Linked DNA regions of Mus musculus: region 2 is linked to region 1. Evidence: chromatin contacts called from public promoter capture Hi-C data. All regions are on one chromosome and are shown on one strand. The core of a region is the stretch at or near the end of the contact, and the rest is flanking DNA. Distances in the headings are between cores, read along the strand shown. Region 1 holds the start of Zfp185 (zinc finger protein 185). Region 2 holds the start of Bgn (biglycan).

Region 1 (6,344 bases), core at 1,224-3,723:
AATGTCCCTAGAGAGAGATGTCATCTCAAACAAAGGGGCTTGGTTTATCTGAAAGCATAGCACTTGTATATACCTGTATCCTAGCATTTAGGGGATTGAGACAAGAGGACTGTTGTGAATCTGAGACCAACATGGACTACATAGCACCTCTCCTCCCCCAAATGGTGACTGGCTAAGGTGCCTGGAGGTAGCCCTGTAAGAGGTGGGGGTTGAAAGCATCATTGGAAGATTCTGTTGGGGCAGTGAACAGGTGGGCAGGGCAGGGCACGGCACCTACCATTCGAGTCAAACCCGTTTGCAGGCAAGATCCGCTGCAGGGCCTGGCAGCCTAGCTAGGAGGGAGGAGTCCAAGGCTAGTCTCTTTGGCTAGAGCTCCCATCTGTCTTGGGCAGAGCCTGAGTCACTTTGGACAAGAAAAGAGCTTGAGGTCTGGTGTAGCTCTTAATGGCCAGCTACATTATTGGATACCACTCTTGCTCATGCTGTACAGCTGGCCCACCTGATTCAAGGCTCTGCAACAGAGCTTTCTCTTTTCTGGAGGGCCTTGGGAGACAACTGCTACCACCTACTCCCTCCCACCCATGGTGTATCACTTTGTGTTTTACATTCTGCCTCTTTTGGGGCTAGGTCCAAAAGAGTCTTATGATCCATCCAGTTAGTATGTTTGGGAGCTAGGATGTCAAGCCAAATGGAAGGCCATCAGTAGCTTTTGTCGGGGAAGAAGAAGCATTAGATGCTGGCCACTGGTCTGGGGCTAACAGAATTGGAAGGAGAAAAACACCTGTTGGCAGGAGACAAAGATTAACCACTCCCCCAGAACACACAAGGCACTTCCTTTCTGTCTGATAAACCCACAGAGAAAAGAACCCTCCTTTCAGAGTTGTTCTATCTCTTCCTTCTGCAAATGTCCCAGATCCTCTGGGCTGGTCTCTGTGATCCAGAGATAATCAGACAGGGCGCCAACATCCCAGAGCTCACCACTGAGAATAAAGGGTTATACACTGTCATCCGAGGGAATGGGAGAGTGAGTGCACAGAAGGAAGTGGTCAACTTGACTAGGTGGCAGGCAGGAGAGGATGACATCTAAAGATTGGGTGAGTTCAGTGGCAAGGGATATAGGAAGGGTACTGCAGAGAGTATGAGTGCAGGAACAAAGGTCTGAGGTATGAGGGCACAGAAGTAGTCAGAAGACATGGGGAAGCCGGGGAGATTACAGTGGAGTGCTGGGGTGGCTGGTCTTACAGACAGAGGTTGAACACAGTCAAACATTAGGCCTTCTAAAAGCATCTGCTTTCATTCCAACAACAACCAGAAGCTGTAGGAAAGCGCTCTAAGCAGCTAGCATCTGGTCATATACCCAGTGAAGCTGCATGCATACTGTGTGATGGCTGAAATGGGAAGGGCGATAAGTCACAGGAAAACACGACAGTGAGTAGATTTGAGGGCCACTGCTGTAAAATTGGCAACAGGACTTTAATCTTTCTTTTTTCCTTTTTTTTCTTTTCTTTCCTTTCCTTTCTTCTTCCTTCCTTCCTTCCTTCCTTTTTTTCTTTCTTTCTTTCCTTCTTTCTTTCTTTCTTTCTTCCTTCCTTCCTTCCTTTTATCTTTTCTTTTTCTTTCTTTTGTAGTCTATCATTTTGATCATTTTTTGTGCACACTGGCTTAACTCTCTCCTCTATTGAAAGGACTTCTCTGACCTCACAGTGAGGGTTAGGAGCCTTTGTTGGATGTTCGACACCCCTACTACATTCTCACACTTCGTGCCTTTCACACATTACATATCCAAAAACTGTGAATGAATGTCATTTATTAAACCGAATGTGTGTGTCTTCCGACATGCCCTGAGAGGTAGTCCTGTTTTGCCTACCTGCCGGCTCCAAAAATGACCTTCCAGGGTACAAGTTTTCCCAGGCGCCAGACAGAAGTTTCTTGCTCACTTTTTTCTCCTATGCCTGACTTCCTGCATGATCTCAGCCATCAGTCCGCACCCCCCTGCCCCCAAGCCTGGTCCTTTCCCCGCCCCTGTCTGGGATCTCCATCTGTAAAATGGATCTAGGCACAGTAGTTCTCGACAGAACTGACCCGCCAGCATCTGTGGAAGTCGTTGGCCCAGAGCCTGGCCAGATCTCGCCGGGCGCAGGCAGGGACGCCACTAGTCAGCGAGGGCCCTTCATGTGGTGGAGTCCTCCTGGCCCCAGGGCTGGGAGCCCAGAGGAATTAGCCTGGAAGTTTTCCATAGCGGCAAAACTTTTTGGAGCTCGCTCTGAGCTGGGTGAGGGGAGCCCCAGCCTTGATTTCTCCAGCAGCTCCATTGGGCGGAGCAGGGAAGGGGTGGGAGGACCGAGGACACCGGCTGGAGAATGTGCGGAATGTGCCAGGCGCATCTACCTACCCCAGGAGAGGGCAGAGGAAGGGGGCCGGCCGAGGGGAGGGGCGAGGGGCGAGGCTCCCAGCAGCCGGAGAAAACCTGTTTGTTCTCGGGCGGGCGGAGCCCAGTCCGTGCCTCTTCGTTGCCCCGCGCGCTTCCCACTGCGTACCGCTTCCCGCGCCCGCTGACGCGGCCCGGCTGGGTTCAGTGCTGCCCACCCGAGGGAGCCCGCGCACCACGCCTGTCCGACCCTCTGCCCGTCACACAAGCCGGGCACCTGTACCAGGTAGGGTTGTTGAGTCGCCGTCCTAAAGAAGTGGCTCGACCACCGGGAGGCTACAAGGAGCACCCAGTTCGTGTCCTCCTGGACACAAGCCAGGGCCTCAGTTTCCCTACCAATAATTCATACTCGCTCCAAGCATCCCTCTTCGGAATCCCGTCAGGGAGGCAGTGCCCTCGGTTTCTGCTTTTCACCGCGAGTGAAGAGACAGGCAACGTTCCTCAGAGTGTCCAACAAAAGCAGGTGGCTCTCTGGCTGGTCTAGTCCCTCTGACCTACTCATTTGTGGATGAGACCGATTGTTAGTAGACTGCCAGCGGGGATGGGGCAGGGTGAGCCTAGAATTGGTGTGTTGCAAGCATCACAGAATTCCACATCCTTAGTAAAATGTGCCCATTTTATAGATGAGGAAACTGAGGTACAGAGGCAAGCTTACTCAATAATCCCCTCACTGGCCTGGAGCCCAGAGCAAAGGGACTTAATGGTGGTTTGTGATAGACATGTACTGGTCACTGGGCGACCTCAGGGCTGGGAAGGGAGCTGCTCATACTCAGACAGAAGGCGCCGAATCAAGTGTCACTGTGGTGTTATCAGCGGGATCTGCTGTGCACAGTCTCTGTAACTGGATTGTTTGTGTGGGAGCAGGGGAGAGCCAATAGCCTCATCCTCTTTGCAACTGCTTAGTGATAGCTTGGCCTCTGAGAAAGGTTGGAAACGCAGATCCTCCTGTCGGCCATGCCACTTCCTTCTGTACTGTGGCACCTGGCAGCTCCACTGAGTAAAAGGAGAAGCCTATCAGGCCCACCTTCCCCTCCAAGGCTGTGGAGTCTATAAAGTATGTTGGGAGTTGTGTTCTCCACAAGCCATTGGTACTGACTCTTGACATTAAGGTAGGTGGTGACACCTGCTCTTGGTCTTGTCTTGCTCTCATGGTTCTTTGGATTTCTAGTCATGGGCAGGAAGCAGGTTTCCACAGGCTGATAAACCTGAATAATGGTGAGGGGCTCTGAACTGGAGAGCTGCAGTAGGAAGCTTATGAAGTTCTTATTTTCCCATGGCCTCAACTGGCTCTTCTGCACAAACAGTGCCAGTTTGGGTGGGTGCCAACAGATCTCCAGGGTACAGGTACAACTTACTGGAGGCCTTTCGAGAATGTGCTGTCCATCGCCTTCAGCCCACTCACTACAAGATTGGAAGGAACAGAACCATCCCATCAATTATCAGTGCTGACCGAGGCTGTGCACTCAGTGGAGCAGAACTGATAGAAGGTGCCTAGGTCAAAGCTAAGTACACAGCAGATGCTCAAAATCTGTTCCTTTTCCTCCTCTGGGCACTCATGAGTCAGTGACAAACATGGCTCATGACCACAGAGGGTGCTGCAGCTTTGAAGGTGAAAAGTGTTAGCCTGGATCATGGATGCAACCCAAGATGGAAAGATTAGGAAGGCTCCCTGGAGGAGGGAACCTTTGAAAGTTGAGCAGGTCAAGAGGGATAGGAGAGAAATCAGCCCTTCATTTTACCAAGAAGTCTCTAGAGATAGGTTACTCCAGAAAGAGCTGCCATCTGGATGGTAATAGGACAAAACCCTCCCAACTTAGTGGTGAGAGTAGTGGTCCCAGGAACAACTAGAATGTAGCAACGTCCTTCCTCAAAGTGCTTTAGGCCTTCTAAGACCTGGTAGGGCAGGAACTCTGGTTTCCTAGCGCTCGGGACCTGGTTGAGGTGGGCACTGGTACCTGTTCCCTGAACTGTGTTCAGTTGTGTGCCAAGAAAACACCCCCAATTTTGGCTTTGATGCAGAATCCTGTTTGATGAAAGCCAGAAGCCTGCTCTTCTCCTTTCTCATTGAAGCCTCCATATGTGATTTATCCCTTTAGTTTAGATGTTGCCTCAAGCCATACCCTATATTGTGCTGGGTCACACATAACACACATTTTCTTTCTGCTTGCTAAACACTGAGGCCCCCTTCATTGCCAGCCCTATAGTGACATGGAACAGGATCATTGATGGGGGTCTGGGGTGTGGTGCTGGGAGAAACTTCTCGTATTACACTACAGACTTTGGACACCCATGGTGGGTACTTGGCCTGGGTGCAGACAACTTGTCTGGCTTCTTTCTCCCAAACTAGGCCCCACTTCACCTCTTGCTCCCACGGCCAATGAGGAGGCAAATACCATCCTAGGTTAAACACTGTCCTTGTATCAAGGTGCTTGAATACAAGGTGGGAAATCAAAACCATAAGAGGTTGCGTGGTATGCTCAGGCCTGTCCAAGTGGATGGTTACTTAGGCTGGGCTCTGAACTCAGTGTGGCCTCTGGGCCTTTCTCTTACCCATGGTGCTGGAAAGATACTATCTTCACTGACCACACACCCTGCTACGGGCGATCTGTTGGATAGTTCCTCCTCCTGATCTGCCGTCAGTTCCCTTAGCACACGGCCCTGGTCCTGGTATCAGCTGGTTCTCCATTGGCATAGCTGGTGTCAGTTCATTTTTCCCAAAGAGAAACTGAGGCACAGAATGGAGGCCCTTTACCTTCTCTTGTGGATCCACGTGAAAACATTTGGCAGGTCTTTTCAGCTCACTGTCCCTGCTAGGATGACCAAAGTAAAAGGGTGTGGGCAGGGAAGAGGGAGGGGGTCTGGGTAGAAAAGAAGCTGGAAAACGAAAGACCCAGAGGCCCTGGGCATGTTGTTCTCCAGGGCTTATGTGCAAACTTAAACTCAGAGGTGAGGAGGGTGGACATAGAGCAGTTTTTTTTAACCTACTTGTTAATGCCTACATTGTAGCCCCTCTTCTTGCACAGCTGCCCTTGAAGTTACTGCTGGTGGCCTGGGGAGGCTGTGGAGCTCTGGAGACACACCCAAGATTCAGAGAAGACTTGGCCCCTAGGGTCAGTAGTGAGCAAACCCAAGCTACTGGTGGTGGCTGTTGGTGGTCCCTGTCTTTGGTTCCATCTGTGGGCACACATCAGGCATGAGGTTCAGCCCCCTTGGGCTGTGATCCCTGTGGTGGTTGGCTCAGAACACCACTTTCTGATGACTAAGTCACTTTCCCAGAGAGCTTGATGTGGCAGAAGGTTGCTATGGAGAGAGGAGGCCCCAGGATTCCAGTCACACGAATGGGGATCCCTGTTGAAAATGCTGACATCAGGCATTGCCTGGTTTAACCTATAAAGAGAAAAAACCCACAAAACCCTAAAAGCAGACCTTGTTTCACCATTTCTGAGCATGCGCACACTCAGCTCCTACTCATTCTTTCATAGTTTAGGACCTGGTCCAAGGGCACATCCTTGGGAAATGCAGCACTCTGGCAGGGGCCTCGGGGCCTGTCTGTTTTCCTCTGATTCTTGTCTATCTCCCCAGCACCCAGCCCTGACTGTTAGCTTTCTATGGAAGCTTGTTGCAGAAAAGGAAATGTGACCTTGGGCAAATGCATACTTCTCTCCTGGCTTCCATATTTTTATCCCAAAATGGGGGTAATTGTAGAAGCAAGGGTGGAGTGAAGGGGACTTTGGGCTTGAGATGGACAGGGAAATACAAGAGAGTATAGAGGGATTGATGGGGAGAAGGCTGTAAAGAGAAACATTTTTTTTTGGTGCTAGAAAAGCTGGTGGGTAGTTCTTTTTTTCATTCTCAGTAGAGGATCACTTTCAAGATGGGCAAAAGCAATTTGACCAAAATTAGAAGCAAGTGGGGC
Region 2 (6,344 bases), core at 2,724-5,223, 500 kb after region 1:
AGACTCTCCACTAAAAGGTAGCATTTTATGCTCACAGAGAACCAACATGTTCACAGCTGCCCTATGGGTGTTCTCTCTCTCTCTCTCTCTCTCCCTCTCTCTCTCTCTCTCTCTCTCTCTGTCTCTCTCTCTCTCTCTCTCTCTCTCTCTCTGTCTCTCTCCACCTCCCCTTCAGCTTTGAAGCTAGGGCAAGAACAGCTGCAAAACAGCTGTGGGGAGACAGACTGCAGCTGATGCCAGGCCCTTTCCACACAGGCCAGGCTAAGATTCCCCTGCTTAGGAAACAGGCCCTCTCCTTTTTTTAGTTCCCTTCCTCTGTGGCTCTTCCACAAGACATAGGCCCTTTAATATGTCTTGTGTCCTGCCATTCTACCAGCTCTTGTCCAGGGAACATCCTGGACAGGCCAGAAGAGTAACTGCCTAATGGTGGATAGAGGGCTGGCTTCTCAGAACAGAAAGTCAGCAGTGTTTCCTAGCCAGGTCCTCAGGGAGTGCAGGTGCCCCTGGCAGGTGTTCACAGCAGTACAGCTTCTCCCAGCAAGCAGTGCTAGCTGCTCAAGGATGTGTTTCCCATACATCTAAATGTTTAGGCTTCTTCTTGCATTCTTGGTTCTGGTCAACCAGAGAAAGGGCTTCTCAGGCTGCAAGGCAGGCGGGGTAGGGGATGGAGGGTAGCTCCTCAAGATAGCCTAACCTTCTCCAGGCCTCTGGGGAATCATACAAGCTAGAGTTGTAGCGGACCTGTTCCTGTCTGGGGTAGCCTGGAATCACACTCTGATGAGCTGTCTCCCAACCCCCTGCACAAGACTGCCCTGGTTCCTGGGGAGCTAAGACAGCTGTGTAGTTGCCTCTTCTGGAGGCTTCAGGAAATGCCTGTTCTTCCTTCCCATCTTCTTCCCCTCCCACTGCCCTCCTCCTGACTTCCCTGCCTCCTTCCAGGCATGGGAGGCTAGAGGGCAAGAGGCTGCTGCTGTTGCTGCTGCTGCTGCTGCTAGCCAGCAAGGACGTTCTGTTCCTAGCCTTGCTATAGCTGGGGTCCTGGTTGTTTCCCAGCCTCCTCAGAGAAAGTTGAGGCATGAGGAAGGGGAATCAGAAGACAGAGAGGAGCAGGCTCAAAGACTGAGGTGCTGCCTGGATGGTCTGGGAGTGGCCCCCAAATTAGAGGGCCAGGCTGAGTGACTCAATGGGTCCTGGGCTGGGCATGCAGTTATAGCTTATTGCAGACTGTAAACCACAGACACAAGGACCTTCCAGGCACAAAAAAGCATATTTACGGAAGTGCTGCTCTAACTTTAAGGAAGAACCTGGAAGTATACAATATACTCTCCCCCTAATCCCCATACAAAGGGTCTCTTCCTTACTACCCCAAGCTCCATCCAGAAAGTTAGACAGGCTGGCTTACAGCTCAGCCTCCCAACTACCCCTAGGGCACATTTTCTCAGTTGTTCCCTACACAAGGCAAAGGCTCTCTTCTGCCTGCTCTAGTGTGCTCACTGTTCCTGGCTCCTCCAGAAAGTCTTCCTAGGCCTGTCTGATGCTGGGTGTAGTAGCTCTGTTGAGGCCAGAAACAAGAACGTATACCTGCCTCCTTGTAGAACTCCTCTATGCCTTAGGTGTCCCTCTAGTGCAGTGGTTCTCAACCTGTAGGTAGTGACTCCTTTGAGAATTGAAGGACCCTTTCACAGGGGTCCCCTAAGACCATCAGAAAACATAGATATTTGCATTATGATTCATAACAGTAGCAAAATTACATTTATGATGTAGCAATTAAAATAATGGTATTAAAGGGTCAAAGTATTAGGAAGGCTGAAAACCACTGCTCTAGTGGGTCACAGAAGTTCTAGCTTGTGATCACTAGCTCCATCATGCTTCTCCTGGCCAGTGTTCTAGGGGGGTGAATAAAAACCCTAGAACAGTGAATGTAGGCTTAGGCCAAGTGGTACCATATTTAATAAGGGCTTTGTAGACAGGTACCTGGGGCAGTGGGTATATATTTTGTGAGTTTTCATCCTTAAAATAAAAGCCTTGGCTAGGTATGGTGCTTTGTGCTTCTAATTCCAGCACCCAGGAGGTGGAGGCAAAAGAATCAAGAGTTTAAGGTCATTCTGGACTATACAGCAAATCTGAGGTCTGCATGGGGTACAAGAAACCCTATCTCAAAAATCAAAGCAAAAGGAAAGAGTTATTGAAATATACTTGTTGAGTATAGTAAAGGCTCACTCTTTTGTAATCTCAGCATAGACAGATGAAAATTCTCACCATGAATTCAAGGATATCTAGTGGAACTTTATCTCAAAAATAGAAAGAAAAAAAAAGAGAAGAGATGAAAGATATATAAAATACAAGGCATACAGTTTAAATGAACTATTCAGCAGTTTTCACTTAGTATGTTCAGAGCAGTTTCATTGTTTCAAACTGAAGACTCAGAACTGATGAGATGCTGTTTCTTTCTGTTTCATTCTGGAAATCTCACATGAACAGGCCAGACATAATGTGGCCTTTTGCCACTGGCTGCACTCACCAAGCAGAATATTCCATATGTGCCTTGGACCTGCTGTAATTCCAGCACTCAGGGGGCAGAGACATGAGGATCTGGAGTTCAAGAGCAACTTCACTTACATAGTGAGTTGAAGGCCAGATGGGGCTACATAAGATCCTATAAATACATACATACATACATACACACACACACACACACACACACACACACACACACACACACACATGAGCAGACAAAAACCAGCAGCCTGAGAAGCCTGAGTGCTCCCTAGTCTCCTGGTCTGGACCATGGAATCCAAAGGCATCCACCGGCTCCCAACCCATATCCTGCTTCTCCCAATTTTCTCCTCTCTGCAGCCAGAAGAGACTGCTCTTGAAGGAAAGTTCGACACTGATTCTGGCTCCAAGCAAAATTCTACTGGAGATTCTGTCCTCAACTGAGAACATGCAGTGAACTTCACCTTGCCCTCTATCCAGTGGGCCTCTGCCTCAGCCCCTCACCTGAACTTTCTTTGTTTGCCCTTCCTTACACTTGGTCCCTGGTTTCATCTTTAGATTTCAGTGTGGCTCCCCAATTTAGTCTCTCCCACCATCTAAGGGCTCACCTTTACATCTTGGAAGCTGCCCTGGAAAAGGAGAGGTAGGACATCACTGGACAGGTAAATGCTACACTAGGGACCATGTCTCATTTGGACCCTCAAGAAGCAGTTGAGGTTTGGCAGCCTAGCCCTGTTAGGTCCTGAAATTGAAGGAAGGAAATGCTCATAAGAGAGACCATGGTTACTGCATCCTGGCCGGCCAGTAGGGGTTGAGCAAGAAGATAAGGAGCTTGTTTCTCTCCTCCAAATCAGCTTTGCCAACTTCTCAAAGGCTTCAGGGATGTGAGCCAAGAAGGCCTGCAGAAACTTGGGGTGGGGGTGGGGGGCAAATGCCTCGTTTTAAAGGAGGAAAGGAAGGAGAAGAGGAAAGGCTAACAGAGCCAGTGGGATCCTGGATCAAGCCCTTCCAGAAGCCTACCATCCTCTACATCTATAATCCCCAAAGTGCCCCTGGCTTCAGACTTAAGTTCTGGGTAGCCATCAGGTTACCTTTCCTCATCTTCCTCTCACTTTCTTCTGCCTAGCCCCACAACAGCAAGCACCTCAGTGTCCCCTTTTGGATAGTGGAAAGTTTGACTCTGTGAGACTGTCTGCCCAAAGACACCAAGGGTCTGTCCCTAAGTAAGTGAATGTGTGTTCTTTCAAACTATGCTTGAGGCAGGGGCCAGGGTGGGGGGCGTGAGGGGGAGGGGTGCCACATAGACCAGCCGTCTACAAGAAAATTGCTTCCTTTGAAGCTGCCAGGGGGGGCAGGAAGCCTGCCCCCTCCCTCCCAGCTGCCCTTCCTCCCCCCTTTTCTCCCTCTCTGCTCCACTAGCCCCCTCCCTTCTTGTCTCCCTCTCCGCCCCGTCCCCTCCCTGTCGGCCCGCCCGCCCAGCCTTTAGCTTCCCTCCCACCGCCTCTGTCTCCCTCTCTCCACGAACTGCCCAGGAGCGAGCAGCTGCTCCCGGTTGGCCCTGACGGACAGACAAACCGACAGCCTGACAACCTAGTCCACCAACTAAGCAGCCTGCACCTGGCTGCTTGTCCCTCCCCAGGTAGGGCCTGCTCACGCCGGGAACTGACTCCACTCTCTCGACAAAGACTTCCATCTGTCCTCCCTGTCTTCATTTCTGGCTATGCTGTACCCTCATCAGCCAAAGATGTTGGCAATCCTGCTGTCTCCACACCAGCCCTGCCGCATCTAGTCTTGCCGCCCCAGTGTCTATACTTCCACTGTCTCCTTGCTGCTCTCTATATTCCCCCAGGGCACCCACCAAAGGCTTTGTGTCCTTTTCATCAACACCACATTTCTGCCTCTTCTCCCCACGCTCTTCCCTGAACTTTCTTCCTACCCTTCCTTTCCCTTTCCTCTCTGACAGTGCCCAGTTGCTAAGCTCACCTATGCGTTGCTTCTCTGCTTCTGGGGATGGACAGGGAGCTCCCCCAGGGTGCTGCCCAGAGCACTGAGGCAGGGCTGGGTGGATGGCTAAGCTCTACCCATAGTCCTATCCCTTCATGGCAAGGCCCAGGCACACCCTTCACTCCTGCTAGCCTTGCTCTCCCAGCTCAGCCTTTCTTGGGGTCTTGGCACCTGGCCAGGTCAGGGAGGATGGAGCCAATGCAAAACTCAGCATTGGCACAGTCTCCCCTTGGAGTAGTCAGAGACACTTGTGCTCCCAGGCACACCTCAGGCACCTTGCCCTAATATTCCATACTCACCATAGACTAATGTTCTGCTTCCTCTTGAGCTGAGATGCACAATGGGCAGATGATGGGATGGGGGTAGAAAATGGGGAAATTGTGCCATGTTTCCAGGAAGAAAACGTGGCTTAGAGCCCTGAGGAGCCTGTCAAGAGACTCAGAAGAAGAAGCAAGACAGACAGAGTCAACTGGGCATTAACCAAGTCTGGTGAAGGTTAGCGGACTGGAGTACCTAGAATAAGAGGTCCAGAGCTGTAGGTAGGGCAGGCAGAGGAAATCTTTATTAGGCCAAGGGCACCTGGGTGACTCCAATTTCATGTTTAGGAGCTGTTGCCTCTCTAGTCTGCCAGTTTTCTGCCTTGAAATGACTGAAATTGAGACACACTTAAGATGTTCCCTATGCTAGCAAGAGTCCTAAGGGCTGGCATCTGGACATGCAATCAGTTGCCTGTACCACCTACACCCTAGGAGAGCTTGTGGGTGGGCATGGTTGCTTTGTGTAAAACATGACTGTGTATTGCTGCTGAAGGCTAAAGCCGGGGTTGAGGGGGGGCTTTGAGGACAGGTAATGCGGATATACTGATAGAAGGATGTGGGTCTGCCTCTAAGCCACAAGGGTAAGGCAGCATGAGGAGGCTCTGATCCAGGCAGTAGAGAGGGCGTCATAGCCAGCTGGCTGCCTGGGTGTGGCAGCTGGGCCTCTCTGGCCCACTCCTACACTGACTTTCTCTCCACCCCAAAGGACTTGAGTCTACCACTGCTTCTCTTCCCTACCCAGAACAAGGACCAAGGTCCTACTACATGCAAAGTGAATCGGAACCATGGAGTTTAGAATTTAGAAGCCCAGATGGGTATGCCAGCCAGTGACCATCATGTCAAGTAATCTGCTATAACTGACCAAAAATTTTTTTCAATCCCTCTAAAATCCTATGCTGTTGGGGGATTGGCAACATGGTGGAATAGAAGGGAAAGGGATGCTGTGGAGGTAAGAAAGAGCTTTTTTCAGCAATATTCTATAGTCCTCCAGTCATAGCATCAAATCCTCTGAAGAGAGATTTGTAATGAGGCTATATTTGACAATTTGCACTGGGATACTCTCCAGAAGACTTGTTTTTTGTCACATTGTTTTGGGATGGGATGGGGACTAGACTCCATTCCAATCTCCCTTTTGCCTGGGCTCATCCACCATGGTCTTTCACTTTTTCTCCCTGTAGAAACAGAGTACCATAAGTCTGTCCCAGGAGTCACTTGTCCTTGGTCCACAGATTCTCAGCATGCCTCCCTAATGAGGCCAAAATACCAAGGAAGCTTCCTTGTCAACCCCCCCCCCATTACCTCCACACCCACCATGACTCCCTCCTGCTCTTCCTCCTTTGTCCCTGCTCTCAAATGCCCCACCCATTTTCTAGTGGGGGCCTCACATTCCAACAGTCCTGGCAGCAGGTCTTCTCCATTGTAGGGAGGTCAGTTGGTTGTAGAGAGACACCCCAGCACAGGACCTCACTCACACCAAGGAATAGGGGCAGTGTGAATGAATGATCCTGGAAGACTGAAGATGATCTT

The links. Promoter capture Hi-C pulls out the DNA fragments that hold promoters and counts their contacts.
Region 2: a promoter capture Hi-C map of the HPC-7 cell line shows a contact between it and region 1. The contact joins the promoter of Bgn here to the promoter of Zfp185 in region 1. A contact is called at or near these places in 23 of 39 promoter capture datasets (the 3T3-L1 cell line, 3T3-L1-derived adipocytes, the C10 cell line and 15 more) and 2 of 9 other capture datasets (adipose tissue and liver).

What each region holds. Positions count from the first base shown.
Region 1 is chrX:72,984,866-72,991,209 of GRCm38.p6, forward strand. Zfp185 (zinc finger protein 185) reads left to right here and starts at 2,474. Exons shown (of 19, transcript NM_009549.3): 1 at 2,474-2,654.
Region 2 is chrX:73,479,628-73,485,971 of GRCm38.p6, forward strand. Bgn (biglycan) reads left to right here and starts at 3,974. Exons shown (of 8, transcript NM_007542.5): 1 at 3,974-4,135.